Linked DNA regions of Columba livia: region 1 is linked to region 2. The links are chromatin contacts, called in public Hi-C maps. All regions are on one chromosome and are shown on one strand. Each heading gives the region's core, a stretch centred on a gene start, on an enhancer-like site or on the middle of the called end of the contact. The rest is flanking DNA. Distances are from core to core; before and after follow the strand shown. Region 1 holds the start of DENND1B (DENN domain containing 1B). Region 2 overlaps DENND1B (DENN domain containing 1B).

Region 1 (6,426 bases), core at 2,423-4,922, 63 kb after region 2:
AAGCTGCTGATGCTTGCCACTTTTACAGGCAGAAAAGTCTGGCAGCACATCAGGCTGATACACTGCGCCATTCCAGCCAGTCTCTTGGACTGGTGTCTGTCTTGGCAGATGTGACCATCAGGTCCCTTGGAATTCATTTTATCATAATTGGAGAAAAAATAGATAAGGTTTCTTTCCCGAAGGAAAAACATCCCTTGTCACTGGAGTAAACTGACTGGATGCAGTGACTAAACCTCGCCTGCCTGGAAGACCAGGAAGGGTAGAGAAAGTTCACTTTTGAAACAGAGGGCATATGAGAGAAAGCCCTGCTGAGGTGAGGCTCACATCTCTCAGACTATTATTTCAGACTCTGTGGAAACTAAAGCAGACATCTATACCCAGGTTACACTTAGTTCATGTTTTCAAGACCGCTTTGCAACCACAGCAGCTTTTAACAAAAGTGGATGTTTTAGGAAAGGTGCTCTTGCTGTCGCCTTGTGTTCAGTCCTTCCCTGGCAAAGGGTTGAGGCAGAAGGAGAAACCGAAATAAAAAGCTGGTAGATATGCAGAAAAGGGATTACTTTGGTATAGTCTGAAGCCAGGAAAGCCTAGTTTGCTTTTCTTTACACTTTGGGTTTCCTTTCCAAATTAGAACCATGAGGCAAATGATATTTTTGCTTTTCAGAGTCACCTGTTCAACCAGGTAATCCAGAAAGCACAAAGCCTTTCTCCTTATGCGTTGCATAACATGAAAATGGTTGAACTGTGCCTAAATCCTCTCTAAACAGTTAGCATAGGGACTGATGTAAGAGGGTTTGCGGGAGGTGGGAGTGATGAACATTTATTTAATAGATATGAGCAACTGAAAACCAGGTAATTTAAAGATGGAGATTCCTACTCAATTGTAGTTTGCCAGCAGTGAATACTCATTAGTCATCTTTGTAGAACTGTAGTGATGTAAAGGACCCTTAAAACTGGTATAGATATTTATAGATGCTATTCAGCTCTTGCGTGCTGTCAATAAAGGAGGCCTGAAGGTAAACTGAATTGGACCTACAGGTCTCAATTTTCTCCAAAACTGATGAATGCTTTGCAGTAAGATGTTGGATGAAAAATACCCAAAAGTCTGCTTCATCTGAATCAGATAAGAAGAGGATGGAAGTGCCATCAGGGCAGCTTCATCTCAAGGATCAACATAACAACATTGTAGTAATACTTTTTCATTTACAAGCAAATTCAATATGGAAACAACAGGAGATGTAGTTGAAAAACACCAAACAAAATCCAAAAGCTAGTATCCACATTCTGCAATCTGCCGTTCTCTGGCAAATCAAAACCGTGTGGATTTGGGTCTATAAAAGTGATGCAGAGCAGGGTCAGGATCTCAAAAAGGGATGAAAGAAACAGACAAGAAATGACCACACATCATGTCCCTTGGAAATGGTGGAGCAAGGGAGGGAAGTTCTGTGAGAATCCAATTACTGTTTTGAACTCTAAACCATTACATACACACATTTAGTGATTTTCTTCTGGCAGGAAGAAGGTAAAAGGGACAAAGAGAAGGGAAAAACACAAAGCCTCTCAAGACAAGAACAATTCTATTAACCATTTAGCACAGGGGAATCAGAATCCTCCCGGTGCAACCTGCAAGCACACATGCTTTGTGTGAGGAGTCACAAGGAGAGCAGGAAACAGAACACACCCCACAAACAAAGGTGAAATAACAGCAGGTTTAGGGATCATGGGCTGAATCTGCCTCTGTACAGGTCTAAGTCTCCCATCCCAACTCACTCCAACAAGGTTCTTTGCTGCCCGGTTCTGAGGTAGTAAGGGGCTCTCATCATCTCCGTAAGTGGCAGCACATGTAATGTGAATTAAGAGATCTTACAGTAAGACAGTGCATACTTGCAATTGCACTCTTACTAATGCTGAAGCCCAGGTTCCACTGAACTGCCTTGCCAGTGTGCTCATGCTCCCATATTGTCCAGACCTCCTTGGCCAGGTACATTTCATTTAATAGTACTACTAAAAGTAGTACTATCCCCTAAAGGGATTGCCTTCAGAACACTGTTAGCAGAGCTTGCTGAAGAAGGTGTTCTCTCCTGGGAACACCAATGGATTTGTTAAAAATAGCAAAATAGAAAAAGATGCAATTTCCCCTTGTATGGTTATAGTAAAACATTTCTTGGAGCATGTTCATAAGATCAGCAACTTATGCTTTGTACGAAGAATTATTCTTTCATTCACCACTAAGTCTGCCTGTACGGCGATCACTTTTAGTCCTTGTTCCTTCAAATAAGTTACAGTTGTGTGATGTTTTCTCAGCGGCTATCAGTACATCTCCTAACAACATAATCACCTTGTCAGACCTCACAGACTTGGAAAGCATCTCTTAGAATGAAATATTGACCTCAATGGGAGCTTGCTGTTCATTTTAATGGCATTGAGGGTTATTTTATTTATCAACTTGTTTGAATCTTACACATACTCATCCCAAATTGTAAATGAGTAACAATGTAATCTCCCAATGCAAAATTCTCCAAACCCCCAAATTCACAAACATCAATTTCTCCATTAAACTTCATAGCCATAGTACTATCATGAGAAAGAAGTACTTAACTTTTAAGAAACACCAGATATTTATATTAGGTCATTTCATAATTCGGCTTGTTTAAAGGTAGCCATTGATTTAAAATAGGTCTCTTTCAAGAAGCCTGTGAAGGTTATTAACTAATTATATATAGTAAATACATGTCTGTAAATATTCTATGTATCTATTGAATCCTTGCATGATCCATCCAAACATCTTTTTTCATCTTTCAGTGTTATTAATTCAAAAAAATAAGGTAAAAAGCTTAAGTTTTCCTGCCTAAGAACAGATAATGATTTAAGGAAAACATGAGCAAAGCTGACACCTTGAAAAGGTCTAAATGTGGTTGTGCAGGACTTCTGTGTGAAGGTTATGTTACGCTATCATGAACGCTGGGGGATGCAGCATTCCTGTCGCTGTCACTGTCCCTTCAGCCATGCTATGTGCAAAGGCTGATCTGCCCAAACGTGTCCACACAGGTAAACACACTCATTAATAAATCAGTGAACTCCTGGAGAGAGATTGCTTCTTGGAGAGGAATGAGAACTCCCAGGCTTTCTAATCAATGTGTCCTACCAACAAGGCTGAGAAAGGAGGTCTTCTTAATCAGGTCAGCTTTAATTGCAAGTTTAACAAAGGAACTGGGTGAACTTTTATGAATGTAAGTTCAGGCTACAGAGTTTTAAGAGCTAAGACACTCCAAAGTTTAAATGTTTACAACACAATTGTATTAGCTCAAGATTTGGCTTACGGGTAGTATTTGCAAATCCTCACAGTCTGATCTGTAATACCTTTTGTTAGTTAGATTTGCACCATAATCTACAGAAGATGTGAAGTATACATCCAGCAAATACTTACAAGCCTTCCTAAGGTTTAACCAGACATTTGCTTTAGGTATGCAGTCCTAATGTCTTATCACTGGTTTGGATATAAATTTGTTTAGCAATTAAACATAAGTAGTAATTCCATGCATACTTACCTCAATTTGTAGACAATTTGGAAAATTATTTGGATGGATTTCTAATTTAATCAGACCTGACAGCTGGCAGAATCTAACAGTAGAATAAACCACCTTTCAGCTCTGCTGCCCGAATCCAGCCTTCAGCCTGCGAATATCAAGTGCTTTCTGGTGAGTGTTGATTATTCATAGGAGTGTTTGAAAACAAGCATCGGACTTTGCCCAGTTTCAGTTTAGATGCGAGTCAGACACATTGCGGCCAGCCTCCCTGTTAGGAAGTTCAAATAAATGAAAGACTGAAGAAATAAAGTGTTCTCCTCTTTGCATAAAAATGTTTGAGAAACATCGATGGCAACACTAAGGAAATATACCCAATTCTTTCCTACAGTTAATGATGATTGTGGAGATTTTTCCAGCCCAGCAGATAGTTTCTTTAACAATGAATTTCTTAGTGGAGCAGCAGGGTCAGGTGACATCTTTCAATATGCATGTATTGGGCAGAAGGAAATCACTCATTCAAGTCATTTTTAAGTAAAAGTTTCTTACCAGATTGAATGCTTTCTTGCTGGATAAATTCAGTTCTTCCGTTTAGGCAAGGATACCCTTCTCACACTTCTCAAATGTATATTTTAAATGCTGTGGGTTGTAGGCTACCTGATGAATCTGGTACTCATTAAAACTTACATGGAACAAGAAATTTTTGCCATATTTGAGACTTATTTTTTTAAAATTTCTGTTCAAAGTGGTAAGAAAGTTATTTCTACTATCAGCCACAGAAATTTCATACTGTTGTAATCTTCTGAATTTGGACTTCTTGTGGTGAGACCAAACATACATAAAATTAGGAACTGAACTTTATTCAAAGGAGGACGTGTTAAAAATCTGTAAGCTGTGTTGGAAACTGTCTGCCATGTCTACCAAAAAAGTTCCAATCCAGTAAATCAAGCAATACTAAATATTAAAAGAACAGTTTCCAGCTATTTATTTGCCATGGATTAAGGCCTTTTGTATACACTGGCATCATTATGAAAGAGTATATACTGACAGCTGTTTTGGATAGAAATTATTTATAAAAAAAAAAAACCAACAAAACAGTTTCTCAGCATTTAATCTACGCATAGCCAACAGAGTTAGTACATTTATGTATTTACTTGCATAAAAAAATTAAAAAGCACCCTAGGGTTTCCCCTACCAGGATACCCTGCAGAATATTCTAAACTCGTATTCTGATGTGGCTGACATAACAGGGAGTCCACGGTGCCAAACTCTTGGGCCAGAGATTTGTCTTCATGTTTTGCTCATAATTAATTGCATCAGATAACTCAGTGATGCCAACCTTTCTTCTAGAAAAAGGTAAATCTCCTTTAGTATAAAAATAATGTTACTACTTTTTTCTATAAAAGAAAAAATATATTGTTATACAATGTATGAATCCTAATGTAGATATATAGGAAGTTTTTTGAAGACTTCCTACACTCCTGTTGCTATAACACTTCGTTATGCAATTAGATCACAGGTAAATCACTGAAATATCAAACACATCTTCTGCAGGTTACAGACAACTGACCCAGTTATCGTTGTGCTAAATAACTACAAACAGTGCAGACAGATGGTTGTAGATCCCTGTACATATTTGCCATCATTGACTCACCACTGGATCAGATACTGAAGGCACTAAACTGATTGAGAGATTCTAAGCACAACAGATGTGAGCGTAATCTCCAGTAATTAACTAATACAGAAAACTGCCATAATTATTGGGATACTTACTGAAGAAACTATTGAATTTAATATCTGGATAGAATAAGATTGGAAGAAGGCAGCGACAGCCCCAGAACAGCCAGGCCAGTGAGCTGTCTGTGGGACGGTCCAGCCCTGGCTGAGCATGACCGGTGGCTTCAGGCACTGGAGCCAGCACTGCAGCCTGCCCTAACTGCTGGAGCTGCAGATCCAGTTTAAGAGCAGAAGAATGGGAGCACACCGTACTGTTTGGCATTTGAGAGGATGTGCTTGAGAAAGTTCAGAAAGATGGCAACAGCTACCCTGCGTGGCTGTCTCACCAGTTTATTTCAGGACTTCACTCCTCACTGGTGTAAATGGGAACATCGGCTGCTGAGCGGTTGTCAAGTGTTGCTGTAAGTCTAATGCAGGATCAGGCCTTTTTGTTCCCAGAGTCTCAGGCAAACACAAAAATTAAATCATACTGATGTTACTTATTTTGCACAGAGTTCTCCATCTGTTGCTTCTCTCAATAGTTCCGTTAGAAAGTCATTTTGCTTCATATTCTGTTATATCATTAACAGATGTTGAAGCTGAATAATGCATACGTGCTCCTGAGATAAGTGTTGCTAAGTGCAAACCTCCCTGTGCTGTCCTAGGACTTGCATTCTGACACTGCATCGAAGTACCTCACTGCCACATAAAGTCACACAGGTGGGAAGGGTCCTTCAGAGGTCACTTCATCCAGCCTCCTGCTCAGAGCAGGTCACAGTAGAGCAGGCTGCTCGGGGCCACTCGCAGGTTGGTTCTGAGTATCTCCAGAGTGGAGGATGCTGCAGCCTTCCTGGGCAACCTGCTCACTCCAGTATTGGACCACCCTCACAGTAGAAAAATAAATTACTGCATCAAGTCAGAATTCCTCATGTTCCAACTCATACATGCTGCCTCTTGTCCTTCCACTGTGCACCTCTGAGAAGAGTCTGGCTCCATCTTCTCTTCACCCTCCCCTCAGCAGCTGCACACAACAAGGGGGTTCCCCTGCTCAGGCCTGAACAAGAACAGTTCTTTCAGCTTCTCCACCTTTATCATGAGCTCCAGCCACCCAACATCTTGGCAGCCCTCCACCGGACTTGCACCAGTGTGTCATTGTCCTTCTTGTGACAGGGAGCCCAAAACTGGA
Region 2 (6,392 bases), core at 2,182-4,681:
CTTTTGCACTGGTAATTTCTAGCTCTTACTAAGATCAGATATTGATTGAAGTGGTTTATATACATTTAGTACACACAATACAAGTTGAGAACCTATGCTCTCTGAAGTGCAATAAGCTCAATCAATGAAACAGATACTTTGTGTTTCACTTCAATCAAAGCTTTCTGCACAGAAACTGTCATTGAAACTGCCTGTGAAATACTTTGGGGTATTAGGTGTACAGTCTATAACGATCCTCTGTAGAAGAAAGAAAAAAGTTTTATACATATGTATATTCACCAAACAAGTAAAAAGCACATTTACAGCTAGACAAAAACTAAAATACTTGTCACATCTTAAACGTCCATTGGAAAAAAGCCATACAAAAAGAAGCTATAGCAGTGTTTTTCTCAACACTTTTCTATCAGTCCAAATTTCAAAACAAAAAATAAAACTGAGAAAGCAGAAGACAACTGAATAGTTTCCTTTAAAAACAGCAGTAATATATGTATACACTATAGAAAATGCCTGAACTGATTAATATATGGTAAATACACCCCACAGCCAGTAAGTTGTGCACACAAACAGCTTGCCAGTAAACAGTTGCCTGCTTTCTTGAATGAGCTGCCAGTACTTCTGTTCTTTTCCCCACAATAGCTCTGCCTCTCCTCCTTGTCCGGCCTCTTTTATACTCTCACGATCCCAAAAGGCCTTTGGTTCTCTCACAAATCCCCCAAACCTCAGCTCCCAGCTACACAAGACACTGCAAGCATGGTGGCTGATTTTGAAGATGCTGCAGCGCTACCTGAGCAGTCAGCAGCCCAAACAAACACTGCGGTTCTGTTCCCATCGGCTTCCAAGAACCTTTCCTCTTCTGTTCAACGTCCAATGTTACAAAATTAATAAAAATGTTGCGCCTTTGAGAGCACTGCTTTATAGGTGAGCATGAGCCCATGAGTCAAAAAGCGTGCCTGGGGAGAGGGGCATGGGAGGGTAACAACAGACAAACAATAAACATCCCTTTACTTTTTGGTTTGGTTTTGTTTTTCTCTCTTTGGATACTCCGCAAAAATACACAGCGAGCTATGCTTTAAATTCATGTATTCCCACAGCGCACTGATTAAGCTTATCCACGTCACACAAGCAACTAAGTGTCTTCTGAACGGCTGAACAGAAGTAGTTAACACAAGACGAGTTATTTAAAAATAAATTATTTGCTGCCATTGATTATCTTCTTGCCACTGGATGGCAGCAACAGAACCTCACCTTTTTCTGTTATCCTTAAATTTTATTTCCATTATTTATCTTCATTACCAATTTCAATCAGAAGTCTGTACATATCTTGAGCACACTGAAGACTTTAATGCTTTAAAGCCAAGACTGACAACTGTATTAATTAAGTCATTAAAACAGCTTAAAGGATGGTGAGCTTAACCAGTTCAAAACCCAAACAACTTAATTAAATTCAACTATAAAAGACTAAATGAACCCAGTTTACTTCAGGGAAGTTGTGTTTATGAAGGTCTTTATTTTGCCATTGTGTTTCTCTGCAAAGCCTCTCTTTCCTTTACATACACACCACCTTTCACTCCTCAGATGGCAGCTTCTTGCCTCCGATAGATATTTCTCAACTTTGGGTCTCCATCTGTGACTGATACCAATGTTGTTCTGAAAACAGCTCAGCCTGCACCTTACCTGGGTGTATCTTTCATTAATTATGCAAATCAGGCTTCTCATTCAATCTTTGCTGGTTAGGACAATATGAGTTTTCCAAACTGAGTGAGTAAAATTTATTAAATTAATTGCCATTAATCATTTTGACAAGCCTAACTATTTTAATTAATAAAAATGTTTTATATGAACAATTTAAATGACTGGCAGCATTACATGGAAGCCACACCATAACTGATACCAGAAAGGTAAGGGCTAATTAATTATAAATAATGGTCTTGATTCTTCTCTGAGAAAAATCAATTATATCTTTTGTTACTTCCATGCAATTAAAGTCTTAATTTCTTTGAACTCAAACAACACGTTTTCAGTACTGCGTGGTGAGGTTTTATGTCCTGGTGCACCGTAACATTTTTTATGATGCTTGATGTTTGAAGGAAACCATGTTGTATCCTTATATTGACACCAATGGTGTTCACAAATATAACGGACAAAACTGAGAGCCAGAATGTAGCTCTATCTTGAAAGACATGTCCCTGAAATTCTCTAAGTTTGCATTTTGCTGAGATAATGTCCTACTAGTATTTTCATTCTTAATTGAACACAAAGGATGTGTTCTTCTCATTTGCAGGTGCAAGTTTAGAGAGTACAACATGTTTTCTTTTAAATATTTCCTTACAATTATGCTGAATATAATTTTGTAAGAAATATTTTTTAACAAATTATAACTGTACTACATACCTTTCAACGTCAAAAGGAAAGCAGAACTTTGGAACGCTGTTCAGCACTTCCTGTAAATGGAAGTGAAAGAAATAGAGTTAGCATTTTGAAAAGGCTTTCATTTACCTTTGATAGCAACCGCCCTACAGCTTGCTTTTAAAAAAATATCAAAAAATAACCATAAAAAATCATAAATTCAGGGAATATATGATTGCAAAACATACAGCACACGTTCCTGGACTGAAATAATTGATTATTAAAAAGGAATTAAGTTTGTGCTATGGCAGATTGCAAAGACAATGCCATAGAAGCCCCAGGAGGGAAAGGCCTGGCCTGAAGGGTATTAACACCCTTCACATCCCCGCTGGGATTCCCTTCAACAAGGCCATATGGATTTTACAAGAAGCACCACACCATATGGGTAAGCCACGTCTGCTGCTACTTGTACCACAGACTAGCCACAGGGACTTCTGACAGATCCTGGCTCAAAAATACAAATGTTGTTTCAATTAAAATGCAGGCAGAGAAAAGGGAATGAAGTTGGCAGCAGAATGAATTGCAGAGAGGTATAACAACTCTATACATGTTCCATAGTCAAATGCTGAAAGTGATGGAAATCATCTGCTGGTCCGAAGGACAAATTTATATGATTAACCCTTCGGGTTTCACAAGCAAGCCTCGCTATTAATAAAGGGAAGCAGGGGGGTGAAATCCACCGGATCTACATTCGTACTATAATACAAAAGGATAATGTCACTCTTTCTTGCAGAATTTTATTTAAGCAGCTGTTTAGTGGCAAATAAAATGTGTTAATTAAAATATAAAAATGCTCCCAAACTAGTCAACATTTTCTTTTTTTTTAAAAAAAAAAAAGAAAAGTGAACTAGCAGATCAGTTAACAGCAAGTACTAAACAATGACCTTACAAGATCCCAGAAAAACAGGTTTTACTTCCTTTCTCCCAACTGGGAAAATGAACCCTCTGTGAAACGCTCCAGCTAAGGAGACACAACTGACCCCAACACAGTTGGTCAGCAAAGCTGCACAACTCCCTCTCTGCAGCAGAACAACAAAGAGACAGGTACCCCGCTGCAGTCACCACTCAGCACACAAGGTGCCTGTTTTCAGAAAAATGTGTGTTGATAGCAAATTTCCAGAGCTGCATGTGGGGGTTTAAGAACTTGATCCAAGATGTTAGCACTCTCCAGCCTGAACCCTCTGTTTACTGCACAGTGAACAGTCAACTCCCATTAGGGGAAATTATGTATTTAAATTCCTACACACTGCAATGACTATTTACTTCAAACATTTGCCTGGCTCGGTGGATGGCGTAAAACATGGAGGAGTCATGCCAGTTCCTCAGCAAGGAACAAATAGTTCAGGAGAAACATGCCTCTGAATACAACATGCATATGTTAGCTGCAACGTTTTAAAGGTATAGGGTGTGCTCCAGTAAATCATTGCACAAAATGGAAAAGTCAATTTTCTAGAATTTCTAAGTCCAAGAAATCTCTGGAACATTTACATTGTCAGAACAGGTAAAGAAGGGTATGAAAGCTAGATGTTGTCTTTTGGGAAAGGTTATTAACTTAATTACGAACAATAGCAGTACACATTAATATTCTCCAAAAGAAACTGCTTAAGCACCATCCCAACTGTTGTGAGCAGCCGCTGCAGAAGGGTGAGGGGCAAAATACAAACAAGGCAGGTAAATATTTGAATTTCTGTAGGCAGGAAACATGCACACATGATTCTTGTAGTAGTAACAATGAACTCTAACAAAAGAAAGCAAGCAGAATAGAGTAATCAAAACTTTTAACTTAGAAACATCCTAAACATTTCCAAATAGCTTCTCACTTCAGGCTCATAAAGCTTGCTTTTCACATTCCAAATAAATAGCATTTTATTTAAATTCTCTTTCCAAATCTGCACCTATTCTCACACTATAGGAAGTCATTTTCTCCTTACTACTGAGGATTTTAATTGCTGCCTGGTGGGCTTAGCACTGACTCAGAATTGGGTATGGAAATGTATTCATTTATGTTCCCCATTGTATTCTCTCAGAATAAATTATCACACAAGAAAAAGAAAACAAAAACAAAAACACCAAAGGTATTAGCTCAATATTTTGACTAAACAACCTGAAAATTATGGGGCTGTTTTGCAGCGTTTTCCAGGGAATCTGCGGGACAGGGTTTGCCCCCACTCTGCTCCATCCCCCCCGGCCAGCACAACTTCTGCAGAGCAGCCTCCGCTCGCCTCCCAACTGGCAGGAGCATCCCTCGGGGGACAAGTCTTTAAACCTCCGCACTCTTTAAAATTCAACCAGCCAGCAGGTCTATAGACTGGTGTATAAACAGTATAGACAAAAAAAAAAATCCCCTCTCAGCTTATGTCAGTGACAAAGCAGCTCAGCAGTTGACTGCTTCTCCCCTGACAGCATAAGCCGGGTTTACACAGATCAATAGATGGAAGTCCTACCTAGCTTCCAGCGCCCAGCGCTCGCCCTTAATTACAGGTGCTATTCTGATTTTTAAAATGGAAGAAAACAAGGTGCCCCCAAGATGCTCCCAGACAAATTTAAAATGCAAATGACATTATATACACATTCACATACACAGTCACTATTCATGTACAACCACAGCTGATACTTTCAGTAACCTCTCTATTGAATTAAATTTGAGCTCTGGCTCCTAATGGGTCATCATTTTCAAGGATCCAATACAACTCAGCCAGGACTTCCTCTTGAGTCAAAATACACATCCTCAGAAAAAGAATAATGTATTTATTGTCTTTTAATTTCAAAGCTTCATAACAGTATGTGTTTATTTCTGAAGACAAAAGGTTGTACAAGTCTTCAGAAAGCAAGTTATCCTTTGTTCACATGTCCCGTGACTGCTTCCTCCTCTTGCTCTCAGAGTGTTAGTGCTTTCAGAAATGGGCACTGTTTCAGAAAGAAAAGAAATTTGATACAGGTGGAAGAGGACAATGTAAAAAAGCAAAAACAACAAAAAAAAAAGACCCACACAAGTAAAATATTATCTCTTTACTTTCAAACACCAAATAAACATATACAGTTGCATACACAATTGAGTTTCATTGCTAAGTGAAAGGATAACTATCTCAGTCCTTACACAAGCTCCAAGAGAAAGAGGAATATCATAAAATGACTGCCATGCAAACCACAGCCTGCTGCTTCCCTCTCACAAAGCTTAAACAAAAATGGAAATGGTATTTAAGAAAATATTTCCTTTATGCCCATAGCCCAGCAGCAGAAACTTGCACTCTCACAAGCTCATGGTCCAGTGGTTTTATTAATTCACTTTCACAAAAGGCACTACACACCTCCAGCCTACCCTGGTCATGCTCACTGGTTCTGCATTGAGACGATATTACAGTAGCCTAAAAAGTAAGATTTATATAGCGTTCCTTGCTTATTTTGATAGCCATACAGCTAATTCTGTGTGTCATCATTTTATAAAGCAATGTAAAATCTGGTAGAAGATGATTCGGAACTTGCGCAAGCCCGTTTTCTGCAGAAAAGCTCCTGATAACTCACAATCTTGCCCTTAAGTGAAGTTACTGGTTAGTCATTTTGGTTAGATTCAAGATAAACACCATATTCCTTATTAACTAGAAAAGTAGGATTTATTTTTTTTTTTATAATATCACAGTCAATGGATACAAGCATCCAAAACCTTCACGGCTGTTCAGAAGTCAGTAATCAGAACTGCAAACCATTATTTTATTTCCAGTCTAGAGTCACCCACCAAGAGCAGCTTCACCTTCCGAGGGAAAGCTCAGAGCACCAACACTGAGCTCAGCATCACTTTGCACACTTAGAGCCTGCCAGAAACAAGCGGGCAGTCTGACCCCACTAAGCTAATTGCCAGGTTTCTCTTAAATTAATGAAGTTAGAATTTCATTACACTTCACTTTTCATATTTTCATCCAACAAGGCAGAGTGACAGTATCACACAAATTCATACAAACTGTATTGGTTTAGAAAAGCAAGCACATATG

What was found. A called contact is a pair of places that touch in the nucleus more often than the background predicts.
Region 1: a contact with region 2 is called in a Hi-C map of liver, with 3 times the contacts expected there. The contact joins the promoter of DENND1B here to the enhancer-like site in region 2. A contact is called at or near these places in 2 of 2 Hi-C or Micro-C datasets (crop and liver).

What each region holds. Positions count from the first base shown.
Region 1 is chr8:18,645,943-18,652,368 of bColLiv1.pat.W.v2, forward strand. It overlaps DENND1B (DENN domain containing 1B), which reads right to left and starts at 3,673. Exons shown (of 22, transcript XM_065072352.1): 1 at 3,549-3,673.
Region 2 is chr8:18,583,625-18,590,016 of bColLiv1.pat.W.v2, forward strand. DENND1B (DENN domain containing 1B) reads right to left here. Exons shown (of 22, transcript XM_065072352.1): 3 at 2,392-2,441. Among named protein-coding and RNA genes, the nearest start is that of DENND1B, 63 kb to the right of the region's middle. Within about 2 kb of position 3,432, at least 2 of the 3 cell types and tissues checked have an H3K27ac peak away from gene starts, as active enhancers do.